5 separate regions of the Mus musculus genome follow, and all the other regions are linked to region 3. The links are chromatin contacts, called in public HiChIP or PLAC-seq and promoter capture Hi-C maps. All regions are on one chromosome and are shown on one strand. The core of a region is the stretch at or near the end of the contact, and the rest is flanking DNA. Distances in the headings are between cores, read along the strand shown.

Evidence for each region. Promoter capture Hi-C pulls out the DNA fragments that hold promoters and counts their contacts. HiChIP or PLAC-seq counts read pairs in DNA pulled down with a chosen protein or histone mark.
Region 1: a contact with region 3 is called in an H3K4me3 HiChIP or PLAC-seq map of stem cell-derived neural progenitor cells, with 7 times the contacts expected there. The contact joins the promoter of Sap18 here to the enhancer-like site in region 3. A contact is called at or near these places in 4 of 39 promoter capture datasets (cranial neural crest, hippocampal neurons, liver and 1 more), 8 of 484 Hi-C or Micro-C datasets (the HL-1 cell line, the P5424 cell line, adipose-derived mesenchymal stem cells and 4 more) and 4 of 115 datasets of contacts at active chromatin or transcription factors (embryonic forebrain, embryonic limb bud, forebrain and 1 more).
Region 2: a contact with region 3 is called in a promoter capture Hi-C map of cranial neural crest. The contact joins two enhancer-like sites. A contact is called at or near these places in 6 of 39 promoter capture datasets (cranial neural crest, embryonic stem cells, hippocampal neurons and 2 more) and 1 of 484 Hi-C or Micro-C datasets (cortical neurons).
Region 4: a promoter capture Hi-C map of hippocampal neurons shows a contact between it and region 3, with 8 times the contacts expected there. The contact joins the promoter of Mrpl57 here to the enhancer-like site in region 3. A contact is called at or near these places in 11 of 39 promoter capture datasets (the 3T3-L1 cell line, 3T3-L1-derived adipocytes, the C10 cell line and 6 more), 3 of 484 Hi-C or Micro-C datasets (cortical neurons, myocytes and stem cell-derived neural stem cells), 6 of 115 datasets of contacts at active chromatin or transcription factors (astrocytes, craniofacial prominence, embryonic forebrain and 3 more) and 1 of 9 other capture datasets (pancreatic islet).
Region 5: a contact with region 3 is called in a promoter capture Hi-C map of hippocampal neurons, with 11 times the contacts expected there. The contact joins the promoter of 3110083C13Rik here to the enhancer-like site in region 3. A contact is called at or near these places in 10 of 39 promoter capture datasets (the 3T3-L1 cell line, 3T3-L1-derived adipocytes, cranial neural crest and 6 more), 1 of 115 datasets of contacts at active chromatin or transcription factors (embryonic stem cells) and 1 of 9 other capture datasets (liver).

The regions. Positions count from the first base shown.
Region 1 is chr14:57,796,732-57,799,478 of GRCm38.p6, reverse strand. It overlaps Sap18 (Sin3-associated polypeptide 18), which reads right to left and starts at 1,290. Exons shown (of 4, transcript NM_009119.3): 1 at 1,125-1,290; 2 at 882-991. The coding sequence starts at 1,253. Mir3077 (microRNA 3077) reads right to left here and starts at 1,055; the gene lies at 992-1,055.
Region 2 is chr14:57,752,531-57,755,230 of GRCm38.p6, reverse strand. It overlaps Gm52140, which reads right to left. Exons shown (of 3, transcript XM_030248241.1): 3 at 1,038-1,813. Among named protein-coding and RNA genes, the nearest start is that of Lats2, 7.8 kb to the right of the region's middle. Within about 2 kb of position 1,395, at least 65 of the 459 cell types and tissues checked have an H3K27ac peak or open chromatin away from gene starts, as enhancers often do.
Region 3 is chr14:59,103,071-59,105,770 of GRCm38.p6, reverse strand. No RefSeq gene overlaps it. Among named protein-coding and RNA genes, the nearest start is that of 1700129C05Rik, 38 kb to the left of the region's middle. Within about 2 kb of position 1,265, at least 17 of the 459 cell types and tissues checked have an H3K27ac peak or open chromatin away from gene starts, as enhancers often do. A contact at or near this core is called in stem cell-derived neural progenitor cells, where this site is marked.
Region 4 is chr14:57,824,844-57,827,543 of GRCm38.p6, reverse strand. It overlaps Mrpl57 (mitochondrial ribosomal protein L57), which reads right to left and starts at 1,305. Exons shown (of 2, transcript NM_026401.2): 1 at 1,222-1,305; 2 at 1-1,035. The coding sequence starts at 1,027. The coding sequence ends at 719. It overlaps Ska3 (spindle and kinetochore associated complex subunit 3), which reads left to right and starts at 1,381. Exons shown (of 9, transcript NM_198605.3): 1 at 1,381-1,534. The coding sequence starts at 1,432.
Region 5 is chr14:57,997,929-58,000,628 of GRCm38.p6, reverse strand. 3110083C13Rik (RIKEN cDNA 3110083C13 gene) reads right to left here and starts at 1,317. Exons shown (of 2, transcript NR_166770.1): 1 at 1,167-1,317. It overlaps Micu2 (mitochondrial calcium uptake 2), which reads left to right and starts at 1,367. Exons shown (of 12, transcript NM_028643.3): 1 at 1,367-1,599. The coding sequence starts at 1,390.

The DNA.
Region 1 (2,747 bases), core at 41-2,540, 1.3 Mb after region 3:
TGCTGAAAGGTGTGTACAGTAAACACTACATTTTTAAAGTGAAAAACTTGATTATTCCAAGATTTTGATATCCATGTGGTTCTGGAACAATCTCTACAGATAACAGAGAGATAACCCTCTTTAGAAAGCTGGGCTCACGGAATAGAAAAGCAGCACTTAAGCAAAGTCCGGGCAAGCTGGAAAATTCATTTGTTGGGGGACACGGAATTTTAGTATGTGGAGAGTGGCTTAAATTCAGCCGCTACTCAGTAGTTTTCCCTTATAAATTCAATCACTAGCTCGTGTTTTGGATGGGGGTGGGGGGATGGGGGGTTGTTTGTCTGTTTTCCCGAGAAAGGGACTCTTTTGTGGTGTATCTTACCACCGCAACAAAAATGTATTAAAATTCGCCTTTGCTGCTTTTCCAAAGCTATTACAGTGTCAACCTGACACAATCCAAAGGACAAGCCTGTAACGGTCCTAGCTGCGTGGGTCCTGAGCAAGGCAGGTACTCGGAGATGAAACACTTGGGACAGCCGTCCTCACCGTGCAAACACCAAACGCTTTGACACCAAGGGCCGGGGCAGAAAGGGCTCGGTGTTGATGGTGCTTTTTAATATCTTGGTGCTGCGTGGCTCGAGGCTTCCCATTGCCTCCACTCTGCGAACACGGTTCACTCAACAGCCATCTCCCTCCCCGTCCTCTACCATCTTATCCTACCGCACCGTAAGCTACCTACGTATCCTTTTGTACCGGGCGGCCACACGGCGAGAGCGACGCCGGTCAGTTCACTCTGACCTAACGTTTCATCCCCACTCCCGAAAGGCGTCACACGGCGGGCGAGCCCGCCCTGGCTGTCCCCGAGGACGCAGCCCGCCAGGCCCGGGTCCCGCGCGGCTCACCAGGTGTAGATCTGCAGCTCGCTCGAAGGCACGTTCCCGCGGGAGAACTCGTCCATTCGGTGGTGGCGGCCGTTGTTGGTGGTGAAGACCCGCAGCAGGAGCGGGCAGGTCTGCGGAGAAGCAGGGAGTCAGCCTCGGGCGCGCCATTTGGCCTGCCCGCCCACCCGTCCGCAGGCCGCGCCCGCCCTCCCGCCAGCTCGCCGCTGCTGCCACCTCTGCCCCGCAGCCGCCCGCAACCCGCACCTTCTCGCGGTCGATCGGCTTCTCCGGCTCCTTCTTAATTTCCTCCTGGGTAACGCGCGACTCCACCGCCATCTTCCTCCTTCGGCCCGGGAGACGCTCGCCCTGACCTCCGACCCCTGCGGCGAGCATGAGCTAGTCGTCTCTCGCGAGGAAAGGCACGAGGTTTTATAGGAAACGAGTGGCAAGGCGGGGCATCGCATGGCGCAGGCGTATTTCCGTATGTGTGGGTGCACACGCACGCACGCGCGCGCGTACGTGTTGCCTTGGGGAGAGGGGTGGGGCACACGCATGCGCAGTGCTCTACAGGCGTCTTGATCGTTCTTAGTTGTTTTCTTACGTGCTCACTGCCCAGGTCAGCTTAACGTAATATTTTCATGCGTAGTGATGAAAATGTGTAGCGATCACGAAAAACTTAAGAAAATTCACATGACATGTAAAAATATGAACCAGGTAGTCATAGTGATGATAAACCGACTGAACTGGTTAATATGGACCCCCAGTGCAGAAAGGTACTGCAAGGCCAGCGAAATGATACCTTTTCTGTAGATGATGGGGTAAAGCTGTCTGTTTAGGGGCTATGAATGAAATAGGCTCTTTTTATGTCACGCAAAATTCAAGAGAGGCAAATCCAGCGGCATGGTGATGCATACCTTCACCTGGTCTTCAGAGTGTCAGGACAGTCAGGGCTATGTGGAGAGAGCCTGTTTCAAAACAAAAACTACAAAAGTATCAGTGAGAAAGACTGATTGAAAAAACCTTCATGCCGGCCAGTGGTGGCGCACTCCTTTAATCCCAGTACTTGGGAGGCAGAGGCAGGCTGACTTCTGCATTTGAGGCCAGCCTGGTCTACAGAGTGAGTTCCAGGACAGTCAGGGCTACACAGAGAAACCCTGTCTCAGAAAAAGAAAGAAAGAAAGAAAGAAAGAAAGAAAGAAAGAAAGAAAGAGAGAGAGAGAGAGAGAGAGAGAGAGAGAGAGAAAGAAGGAAAGATAGAAAGGAAGGAAGGAAGGAAGAAAGAAACCTTCACAATATGCTATAGATACTAAAACATAAACCCCATAGCTCCATTTTAAAGCAGTTGCTTTAAAAATGAAATCTAGACAGTAAGCATGTAAGGTTCGGAATGTCACTGCTAACCCAGAGAGTTCGTTAAAGATCTGGTGACTGCTTTTAATAGATTGCTTTACAAACAAATCGGATGTAGTATATCTGCAAAAATTAGACACTGCCAGTAGCAGCTGTTGGCCTTGGCACTTCTGAACTCCGGTGAGAAGGCAAGCTGGCACACACTTTGGATTCTTTAGGGTTCCTTGCTAGTCATCCTCTAGTCCTTACAACCCCTTCTTGCTGATAGACTCTAGAGAAAATCTTTGCTAGGAGTATATCCAGAGACATTATGAGAATGCTCTTCACTTGAGGTTCTTACAGAGGACCAGGCTACAATTCAAAACACCTGTAACTCCAGTTCCAGAGGCTCTGATGTCCTCTTCTGGCTTCCTTTGGGCACTGCATGCATGTGGTGCACAGACATGAAAACAGTCAAAACACCCATACACACAGCATAAAAATAAACAGATTTAAGAGGATGTAGAATGCTCATAACTTCAGACAGAAGCTGCTCCT
Region 2 (2,700 bases), core at 146-2,645, 1.4 Mb after region 3:
TATTATATGTAAATACACTGTAGCTGTCTTCAGACACTCCAGAAGAGGGAGTCAGATCTCGTTCCGGATGATTGTGAGCCACCATGTGGTTGCTGGGATTTGAACTACGGACCTTCGGAAGAGCAGTCGGGTGCTCTTACCCACTGAGCCATCTCACCAGCCCCCGGCACAGATGATCTTAACATGTGATGGGATGATGTCCCCAAAACCACCAGGAGCTGAAAGTACCAGGAAGTGGCAAGTGCATTTACTATCCCAAGTCAGCAAACACGGCAGCTCAGCGACACAGCAGTTGTGGCACTAACTGGTCTCCGTGATTTTGGGACTGACCTGGAGCCTCAGATGTTTATCAGTACATCTGACTCTGCTTATGTTAGAAGTACATTTCCACTTAGCCGAGAATGACCTATTTTGTGAGTTTTGGGCTCTGTGTGGAGATGGAGCATCTTGGTGAAGAGCAAACACACCCTGTCTTCACAGAACATACCCTTTATGGGAAGATCTAGGCCTACATGGAATAATCATAAAGAAAGAAGTGCGGTGAGAAGCAGTACTGTGTGCCACACAGAGAGAAACAAGAAGGAAGAGTACTACAGGGAGTCCCAGAGGGTTCACTCAATTGGTCCTTAGTGTAGCACAACAAGTACGTCATGGCAGATGTATGGACGAGCTTGGTTCACTTCCCATCAGCTGGGAAAAAGGCATGCCGGAGGCACTGGGGGCCCTGCTCCCTCCTCTTCGCTTCAGGTGATAGGGTTTTTTAAAAAGTTGTTTGTTGCCGGGCAGTGGTGGCACTTGCCTTTAATTCCAGCACCTGGGAGGCAGAGAGGCAGAGAGGCAGAGAGGCAGAGAGGCAGAGAGGCAGAGAGGCAGAGGCAAGTGGATTTCTGAGTTCGAGGCCAGCCTGGTCTACAAAGTGAGTTCCAGGACAGCCAGGACTATACAGAGAAACCCTGTCTCGAAAGAAACCAAAAAAACAAAAACAAACAAACAACAACAAAAAAACAAAAACAACCCCCCCCAAAAGTTGTTTGTTTTGTGCTTCGTTTTGTGTTTTTTAGACAGGCTCTCTTGTAGCCCAGGCTAGGCAGGAGTTAAGGCTGACCTTAACTCCTGGTTCTCATACCTCTGCTCTCTAAGTGCTGGGATTACAGGTGTGCCCCACTGTGTCCAGCTTTGTAGCTGATGGTGGTGGTTGTGGTCTGTTTGTTTATTCAGGGTCTCCATTACCCAGACCTTTGTGTGTGTGTGTGTGTGTGTGTGTGTGTGTGTGTGAATTTTTGTGCTCAAGGAATCTTCTTGCCTTAGCAGCTTGAGTAGCTAGGGCATACACTACCGCCTCGTTAGCTTTTAATTTGACGGTACTTAACCACAGAGCTATGTCATCTCTTCTATCCAGTCTGTTTATATCCCCGCTGCTCCAACATCCTGCCTACTCTTTCAGAGTCCATTCTCTGCATGCCTTAAATACCAACTTTCCTCCTGACTTTGTTTCAGCCCCTTTCCCTTTCTAAGTAGCTTTATTTCAAATTCTGATCCTTTCTCTCACTTCTGTCCTTTGGAAAGGGATTAGTTCTGGGGCATTCACCCCGCCTGGTTCCAACTCTTCTTGGCCTTCCATTATCCATAATCAAATACAGTTTGCAGCAACTGCTTCCTTTTGCTTCGGAATCTGGCAGCCAGGGCCTCACAGGCCTGCTTCCACTTCTGCCCTGGAGTCGACTTATCACGGTCTCCTCCTGGCTTTCTTCTGGCCATGTTTTTCGAGCATCTAATGATAACACACTTCATTTTTCTTTTTCTGATCTGGTATCTGGTAGATAAAGCAAAACCACTTAAAGTAACAGTGAGCAACCCAAACAGCAGCTCATTCACAGTTCTCCTTACATTCGGAGTTAAGAATAGATCACGGAACCGGTTCCTTTACAGTCGATTAATTATACAGTTAAATCTTTTTGGTAGATTTAGGTTGTCTGCTTCCTCCCAAGTGACTCGGACGTGTTTATTTTGTTACAGAAATCGATTGTGATAAAACAAAAGCCTTGGACTTATTCTTCATAAAGTTTACCAATATGTGATACAAAATAGTACGTTAAAACTTTTAGCAGGTGTGGCACAGCACACACCTATAGACCAGCAAGCACAGGCAAGGGGGTTTGAGGGAGAAGAGTTCAGGCTCACCTACATGAGATCCCCTCCCAAAAATAAATGAATAAACAGATGGTTTTACTGAGCCAGCTGCTTCTACCAGCAAGTAGCTCCAGTATTCAGGAGACTGAGACAAGCTGTTTGGGCCCAGAAGTTTGACACCAGATTGGGCCAGAGATACTACTTCATTGTTTTATGTTTTTGTCGTTTGTTTCTGAGACTAGATCTTTCTATGTAACCTTAACTGGCCTGGAGCTCACTATGCAGGCCAAGCTGGCCCAAAAATCACAATGACCACCTGCCTGTGCCTCCCAAGTGCTGGGATTAAAGGCATGTTCCACCAAACCTGGCCTGGTCATTTTTTGTTTTTTGCTTTTTCCAATGTTTTCTCTTATGTATGTCTGTGCACCTCTTCTGTGTCTGGTGCCTGAAGAGACCAGAGGTTAGTACCAGATCCCCCAGAACTGGAGTTACAGCCAGTTGTGAGCCATCCATCAGGTGGGTAGGTTCCCTGGAAGAGCAGCCATTGCTCTTTACCACTGTGCCACCTCC
Region 3 (2,700 bases), core at 16-2,515:
GTAGTACTATGTCCAATTTTCTGAGGAACTGCCAGACTGATTTCCAGAGTGTTTGTACAAGCTTGCAATCCCACCAGAAATGCTAAAACCATCCAGTGGAAAAAAGATAGCATTTTCAACAAATGGTGCTGGCACAACTGGAGGTTATCATGTAGAAGAATGCAAATTGATACATTCTTATCTCCTTGTACAAAGCTCAAGTCTAAGTGGATCAAACAACTCCACATAAAACCAGAGACAGTGAAACTTATAGAGGAGAAAGTGGGGAAAAGCCTCGAAGATATGGGCACAGGGGGAAAATTCCTAAACAGAACAGCAATGGCTTGTGCTGTAAGATCAAGAATGGACAAATGGGACCTCATAAAATTGCAAAGCTTCTGTAAGGCAAAAGATACTGTCAATAAGACAAAAAGGTCACCAACAGATTGGGAAAGAAGTTTTACCAATCCTAAATCTAATAGGGGACTGATATCCAATATATACAAAGAGCTCAAGAAGCTGAACTCCAGAAATTCTCATAACCCCATTAAAAATGGGGTACAGATATAAACAAAGAATTCTCAACTGCGGAGTGCTGAAGGGCTGAGAAGCACTTGAAAAAATGTTCAACATCCATAATCATGAGGGAAATGCAAATCAAAACAACCCTGAGATTCCACCTCACACCAGTCAGAATGGCTAGGATCAAAAATTCAGGTGACAGCAGGTGCTGGCGAGGATGTGGAGAGAACAAAACCATCCTTACACAGTTCCCTCGCTCGTCCTTCTCCAGGTCACGTGATCGCGCAATGACCTTGGTTTAAGCCAACAGGTAATCCTCCAGGCTGTGCTCCTGACAGTTAAGTGGCTTTAACATAAACTTTGCAAACAGGAGGGGATATGCTAGATAAAAGCACCATTTGTCTTTTGCTCACTTGCTGTGTGCCCTCTCCATTGTCTGGTGAGGACCCTTGGGAGGTGGGAGACTTGGCTTGTCCTGGGCAGTCCATGAACGGTTTTTCTTCTCTTTGGCACAGAGTGGGTATTTACTGGGCACACATTCTGGTGCTTTGATGGATGGGTGAGCTGGACTTCACCTACACTGAGCTAAAGAGATCAAGACTTGGACAGGTCTTTTTCCATCCAGTGGTGTCAGCGATTTAGAGTAAACCTCCCAGCCGACTCCATGATCTTCAGGGGGAGGGGCCATCCTTGAGCTCACAGACAGAGTAACAAAGGTTTGCTTATGGTGCTGTGGCCTCTGCTAGCAAAGAGGTTCTGTATGCCCAGCTACCGTGGGCTCCTGTCTTCCTTGTCCGTTTACTGTGGTTGTCCTCCACTCTGACAGGGTCTGAAGCCTTTTATCTTCCATTTCGAACATCACTTTGAAGCCTTTGCAAGGACTATGTTACAAGTTTAGTGATAGACAAACTCAAATAGTTGAACAAGGAGTGAGAGAGGATGGAGAAAGATACAGATAGACCTGCTAATGAAAATGGAAAAAAAATAATCTAATCATCCCTGAGTTAGAGAAAAACATCCTTTGTTCCCCATCTCAGTGAAAAAATCCCAGGTATGCGGGGTCACGGCCTCAAGCTTCTTCTGGCTCCGCAGCTGGGCTACGATTTGCAATAAAGCAAACCTTTCAAAGGCGGTCAACTTTAGCAGGGTGTTTTGCTGCACAGAGGAGGACGGCTGGCAGTGTATGGGTCCTGGCAACGCTCCCCTGGAGAAGGACACTGCTCCTAGTCAGCAGGGACATTTTATTTCACCTCAACTGTTTTCATCCAGAGACCAGAGGGTGACCAAAATGGTGCTTCTGTGAATTTTTTCTCGTTAGATTTAAGTGTAATCTCAAAGAGAAATGCACTCAGTTCTGATGCTAAGCAACTTTAGGTCATCTACAATGCTGTAAAGACCATTGAGGTTGAATCCAGGGCTCACATTAGGCAAGTGCTAGACTTTTTACCCGCATTGCCTACCCTTCTGATTTCATTTAGAGACAGGGTCTTCCCAAGCTGCCAAGACTGATCTTGGGCTTGTGGTCTTCCTAGTTTAGAGGCCTGAATATCTAGGGTTACACCTGTACCAGCTATTTACTAACTCTTCTCATGGAAAGTCACAGCCTGACTTGATGGAATTCATGTTTTCACTGTTCCCGAGGGCCGTGCATCTTACTTGTAGGCATCGCATGTTTATTAAAGACAGCATAAAATGATGCATACTCTTAACTATATTCATATAACAGCTTACATTTATTTTTTCTGGTGCTGAGGTATAAACCCAGAGGCAGGCACATGCTGGGAACACCTTGTTTTCCGAGCTGCATTGCCAGCCTAAAAGCACTTTAGTGGTGAGTCATATTTATCAGTTTCCCCTTATGTACCTCCCGTTGTCCATATCTGATGAGATTCAGGACACCATTTTCTTGACTAAATATACCCGCAGATTTCTTTCTGGGTTTATCACCCCCTTCTGATCTATCTTGTGTGAAAACCACACCAAACACAGATATTTCCATATACACACATTTATTTTACTTCCATACCCACTTCCCTTTATACAGGTCTGATGACTTGTAGACTCATCCTATGATGTAAGCACCAATCCCTGATACCATTAATGATACTCTTTTATGCTTGCACACAGGAGTCTAGCATGGTTATCCTCTGAGAGGCTCCACCCGTCAGCTGACTCAGATGGATACAGACACCCACAGCC
Region 4 (2,700 bases), core at 56-2,555, 1.3 Mb after region 3:
TACTCAGCCTCATGAAAGGGTTCTGCAACCACCACAAGGGGTCATGCCCAACAGGTTGAGAATGGCTATCCTAGACAGAAAGTAAGAAAACACCCCTTGTACAACAAAGCTCTAGCCAAGTACCTCAGCCTTAAGACTCATCAGTTTGTAGTTTTACAGCATTTAAATCTAAAAGGTGCAAGGTATGGTGGCACTTGCCTTTAGTCACAGCACTTGGGAGGCAGAGGCCAGTAGATCTCGGAGGTCAAGGCCAGCCTAGCCTATACAGCAAGTTCTATGGCTATATAGTGAGACAAACAAAAAAAAAAAAAACCCCACATTTTACAGAAGGGCAGGGAACCATGCCTGTAATTCCAGTAGCTAGGCACAGGGAGGGCTGCTGCAAGCTTTAGGCCAGAAAAAATAAAAAACAACCCTGAAAATAGACCGATTATGCACATATGGAGCCTCAAACAGTCTCTTTTGGCCTTCTGAGTCTAGGTCTTACTAACTACATCAGCAAAGATTTTCCTGCCTCCACCTCTTAATGTTGGGATTACAGGTGTGAAACAAACGCCTAGGTAGGGTCCCAAGTATTCCGTATGAGACAACTATTAATCAATCATGTTTGCTTTAATAAGATACTGGTCGAAGGGGTCACACTGGTACATAAATTACATTTTCTCAGCTCCAGGACCAAGTAAGGATAGAGCAGTCCGGTATCCATAATCTTGAAGGGTTAGGACCATTTCTTCGAGATGTTGAGATGGTCTAGCTGGTCTGCAATGTATCTATGCTTAGGGAACTTGGAAGTGGCCGCTGCCTTGATGGCTTCAAAAGCCTGGGCCCGTCGCTCCGCGGCGTGGCCGCACTCCTGCTCTGCTGTCATGTAGGGCATGCTGAGCCAGTAGTGGTTCTCGGCCTCCACCTCCAGGCGACGGATCATGCTCTCCTTCGCTTGGAAAGACACGGTACGCGGCCGCCGGTGCTTCCCGATCCACTGCCTGCCCGGAATGCGGCCGCGGAGGAGGACAGCGGTGAGGAACATGGTGCCTCCTGAGGAAATGACACGAAAGCCGCGGTCGCTGAGCCCCGGACCCGGGAAGCGAGCAACCGGCGTGCCAAGCTTGCGCCCACATCCCGCGGCCGAATCCAGAGCACGCTCGGCCTCTCGCCGGAAGTGAGTGGCCGGGAGCCGACTACACTGCAGGATATGGGGGTGGGGGCTCCCCGAAAACCCACCTCGCGTACCAACCGGCCCGGGACACGCTCCCCTCGGCGCTCCGCGTCCCCCGACCGATGCGGCGGCGCGCTGCTTCCGGTCTCTCTGGGGCCCTGATGCTAGAGTTCCGCTCTCGCGAGAGACGCCTTCTGCGCCTGCGCAGGATTCAAATGTGTAGCGCGTTCGTTCGAGGGGACTGGAGGTCAGCAGTCGGCTCGGCGGCCCTCAGCATGAACCCCATCCAGAGTTTCCACTGTAAGCTGCGGGGTCTGGCCACCACGCTGGACAGCGAGACGGCCCGGCTGCTGAGAGCGCTGGACGGCGAGGACAGCGGTGAGTGGGCGCGGGCGGGAGAGTGCGGTTCTCAGCGGGCGGTGTCGTCCAAGGGGCGTAGCTGATCTGTGATGGAAACTGTGCGGACAAATTCTCCTTGTGGCCGCAGGCGAGCGGGTGGTTGGGTGTTTGTTAACAACATCCAGTGGCAACTGTATTAAGACGCACTAAAACCCTGTTTTCTGTACGTGTAAAGTCATTTCGTCTCACTCGAATGGGCCCCTATTGAAGCAAGCATCTGCATTTTCTCCACTAACACTCTATTTGAAGTACAAATACTCGGCACTGCTGTTTTTTTGTTTGTTTTAAGATTTGTTTATATATGTATATGAATGCTCTATTTGCGTGGATGCAGGCACGACAGAAAAGGGCAGCAGATCCCATTATACATGGTCGTGAGCCACCTTGTAGTTGCTGGGAATTGAACTTAGGACCTCCAGAATTGGAGCCAGTATTCTTAGCCACTGAGCCATCTCTCCCGCCTCTTGTTTTATTTTTTAATAATAAAATTAAACATCATTTCTAACTTGTACTAGAGATTTTTTTCTTTTTTCTTTTTTCTTTTTTTTTTTTTTCGAGACAGGGTTTCTCTGTGTAGCCCTGGCTGTCCTGGACCTCACTTTGTAGACCAGGCTGGCCTCGAACTCGGAAATCCGCCTGCCTCTGCCTCCCGAGTGCTGGGATTAAAGGTGTGCGCCACCAAGCCCAGCCTGAGATTTTTTTAAAAAGTTGCAAGGTCACGGAGTGGCGTCCGCCATGAATCCCAACACTCAAGAAGCTGAAGGAGGTAGATTTTTGCGAGTTCCAGGCTAGCACCTGACCAATCAACCAGGCTTAGTGAGACCCTGTCCAAAAAAAAAAAAAAAAAGAAAGAAAGAAAAAAAAGAAAAAAAATCGATGCAAAAGTAGTTCAGATTTTGAGATTATCATAAAATGTCATAAATGTAATCTGTCTCGCACCCAGTAGGTCGAATGTAGTGGCACTTGCCTTTAATCCCAGCACTCTAGAAGGCATAGGCTGGCAGATCTCTGAGTTTGAGGCCAGCTTGATCTACAAATCGAGTTCCAGGACATCCAGGGATATACAGGAAACCCCTGTTTTGAAAAACAGAAACAAAGCAAAAATTGCACCCCGTAGACACAGATTCCTCTTACTTATAACTAAC
Region 5 (2,700 bases), core at 68-2,567, 1.1 Mb after region 3:
TAGGCCCTTGAAAAGTGTTGGCCAGCTTTGAAAGATTACAAAAAAAAAAAAAAAATCCAAAGAAAAATAATGGCTGTTGCTAAATGCCATGCATAGGGCCTGACAGCACTGACCTGTACATGCAAATGTTGTCAAAATGCTAACGTCCTGTACATTTTACTTCATTCAAACACCAAATTTTAGGGGCTGAGTAGACAGCTCATCAGTTAAGAGTGTTCTCTGCTCTACCAGAGCACCAGAGGTCCATTCTCAGCACCCATATCAGGCTGATCACAACTGCCTCTATCTCCAGCTACAACACCCTCTTCTGGACTCTGGGGGCACCCACCCATATGTGGCATAAATACACAGAGGCATACACATAAAAAATGAGTCTTGATAAATAAATATAAAGGGCATTTAGCTATAAAAAACGGAGATCTGTAAGGGTGAGCATGTACACATATTCTTTCCTTTTTTCCTTTTGACACAGGATTTCACTATGTAGTTATGGGTGGCCTGGAACTCACTGCGCAGACCAGAGGTCAGAAAACAACTTATAGGACTCTCTTCTCTGACTTCTAACTCAGGTAGGCAGGCTTGGCATGAAGTGCCTTTATCCACTGAACCAACTGTCTCAAGTGACTCACTATAATCAGACATGTGACATTTGGGGCAAATATAATATCGTCAATATTTTCAGCCCCTTACCCTAGCCTCTTTGAGGATGAAATTCTACTGTTGCATCAACACCCACAGTGGTTATACCCAGCACCCTCTGCCGCTTACTGTTAGAAGTGTTTCCCTCTCCAGCTCTAAATGTGCCCACTTACGACTGACATAGGCTTTCCCGAGAGAGCTAAAGATGCTATGTTTAAGTCTATCGACTGAAAAACCATGCTAAATCTAATTTGATTCCGCATTTATCATCAACACCCTTCTTAGTCCCTATTCTTAATCTAGTTTGTCCAATATATTCCACCCAGAATCTATTACCCTTCCTTTAGTCTAATTTCATGGGGGGGGGGGGGTAGAGACCAGAAGGGGGCGCTGGATGCCCTGGAGCTGGACTTATCTGTGGCCTTAAGTCTCCGGAATCCAGCTGTGGTGCTCTGGAAGGGCAGCAAGCACCCTTCACCCCTGAGCCATCCCTGCAGCCCCTTCTTGGCCCACAGTGGTGACCTGACCTGTTAGGACAGTTAACCAGCTAACTCATGTCCTTTGCCTTGGAAACTGTCACCGGAGCCGAGGGTCACCTCAAAACCACGCTTGAACGTCGAGGAAGCAGCCACACCTAGCAACACACGCGCAGAGCACGGTGGAGGGTGATGAGCTCTCGCGAGAGCCCAACTCTGTTCTCGGGCAACAGACGGTGAGGGCGGGGCGCGACGCTCGGGCGCTTCCGCAAAGATGGCGGCGGCTGCGGGAAGAAGCGCTTGGCTGGCGGCCTGGGGCGGAAGGCTGCGGCGCGGGCTCGCGGCCGGCCGACGAGCTGTGCCGACTCGCGGCCCTCTCGCAGCGGCTGTGGCCGGGGTAGCCCTGGCAGGCGCAGGAGCGGCATGGCATCACGGCCGCGTGAAAGCAGCCGCGCGCGAGGGCTCCCGAACGGTGTCGGCGCAGGTACGGCTCAGCCCGGCCCCGCCCTCAGGCACCCCTGGGAGGGGGGCGGAGGCACAGGAGACCCTAGGCGCCTGGCACGAGCCTGGAGGGCCTGGGGGGTTCCGGGAGGAGGCGGCGGGAGGCCCCGCCCGGGATGCGTGTGGGCGTGGCTGGGGCACGCCTCTGCCCACCTGGTGGATGGAGAAGGGTCCTTGACGTTTGCGGGGGCTGGGCACCCCTTAGTTAGCCTGCATCGTTAAAGAGTTCCCTGGTCGCTTCTTTGTTGAAAAGGGTGGCGTCGACCTACTGTGTGAGCCACACACCCCCCCAGTCTAGAGAATATCAACTCTAAAAGTTAAACAGCTGATAGTTGCAGATTTTATCAATTCCAATGACAGCTGTTACATAAGTCGAAACCGTAATGTTTTAGTGGACCCCGCCTACGCGGCAAAACAAGTTTTCCTAAACCTGAGCTGTCAGGATGCAAATGTTAAGTACCCTACTTCAAGATGAACCCGGTCTTGTAAAACCTTGGAAAGTTTGAATGTACTCTCTAAGATTTTTATAGAGAGAGGCATTTCAGTGTTTTGGGTTTTAGGGTTTTTAAAATTAAAAGCAGTTTTTTATTTTCCTTATTTGCTAGGTTTCTGTTACCTAGTTCTAGTGGGAAAACTCAAGCATTAAAATACAACAAAAAGAAAAGCATACCTTACAGATTAAAGGTTGGTAACTGTTTGATTATTGAACAGTTTATACAAACATTGACTCCAACCTCACACCACATCAGAGGTGGAAAAAGCTACACAAGCATTATAGACTACTTTTTAATGTTTTCTGTGATTTGTTTTCATTTTATATGTATGAGTGTTTTGCCTGCGTGTATGTGTGTACACTGAATGCAGACCTGATGCCCAAATGCCATAAGCTTGCATTGGGCCCCTAGAACTAGAGTTACAGGTGATCCTAAGGGACCACAAGAGTGCTGGGAACTGAACCTGGGCCCTCTATAAGAGCAGCAAGAGCCCTTAACCACTGAGCCATCTCTCCAGCCCCAACATTTTTGTTCATTCTATGTCAACCAAATTTATTGTTCATTATTGGTTTTTCTGTTTGCATATTCAA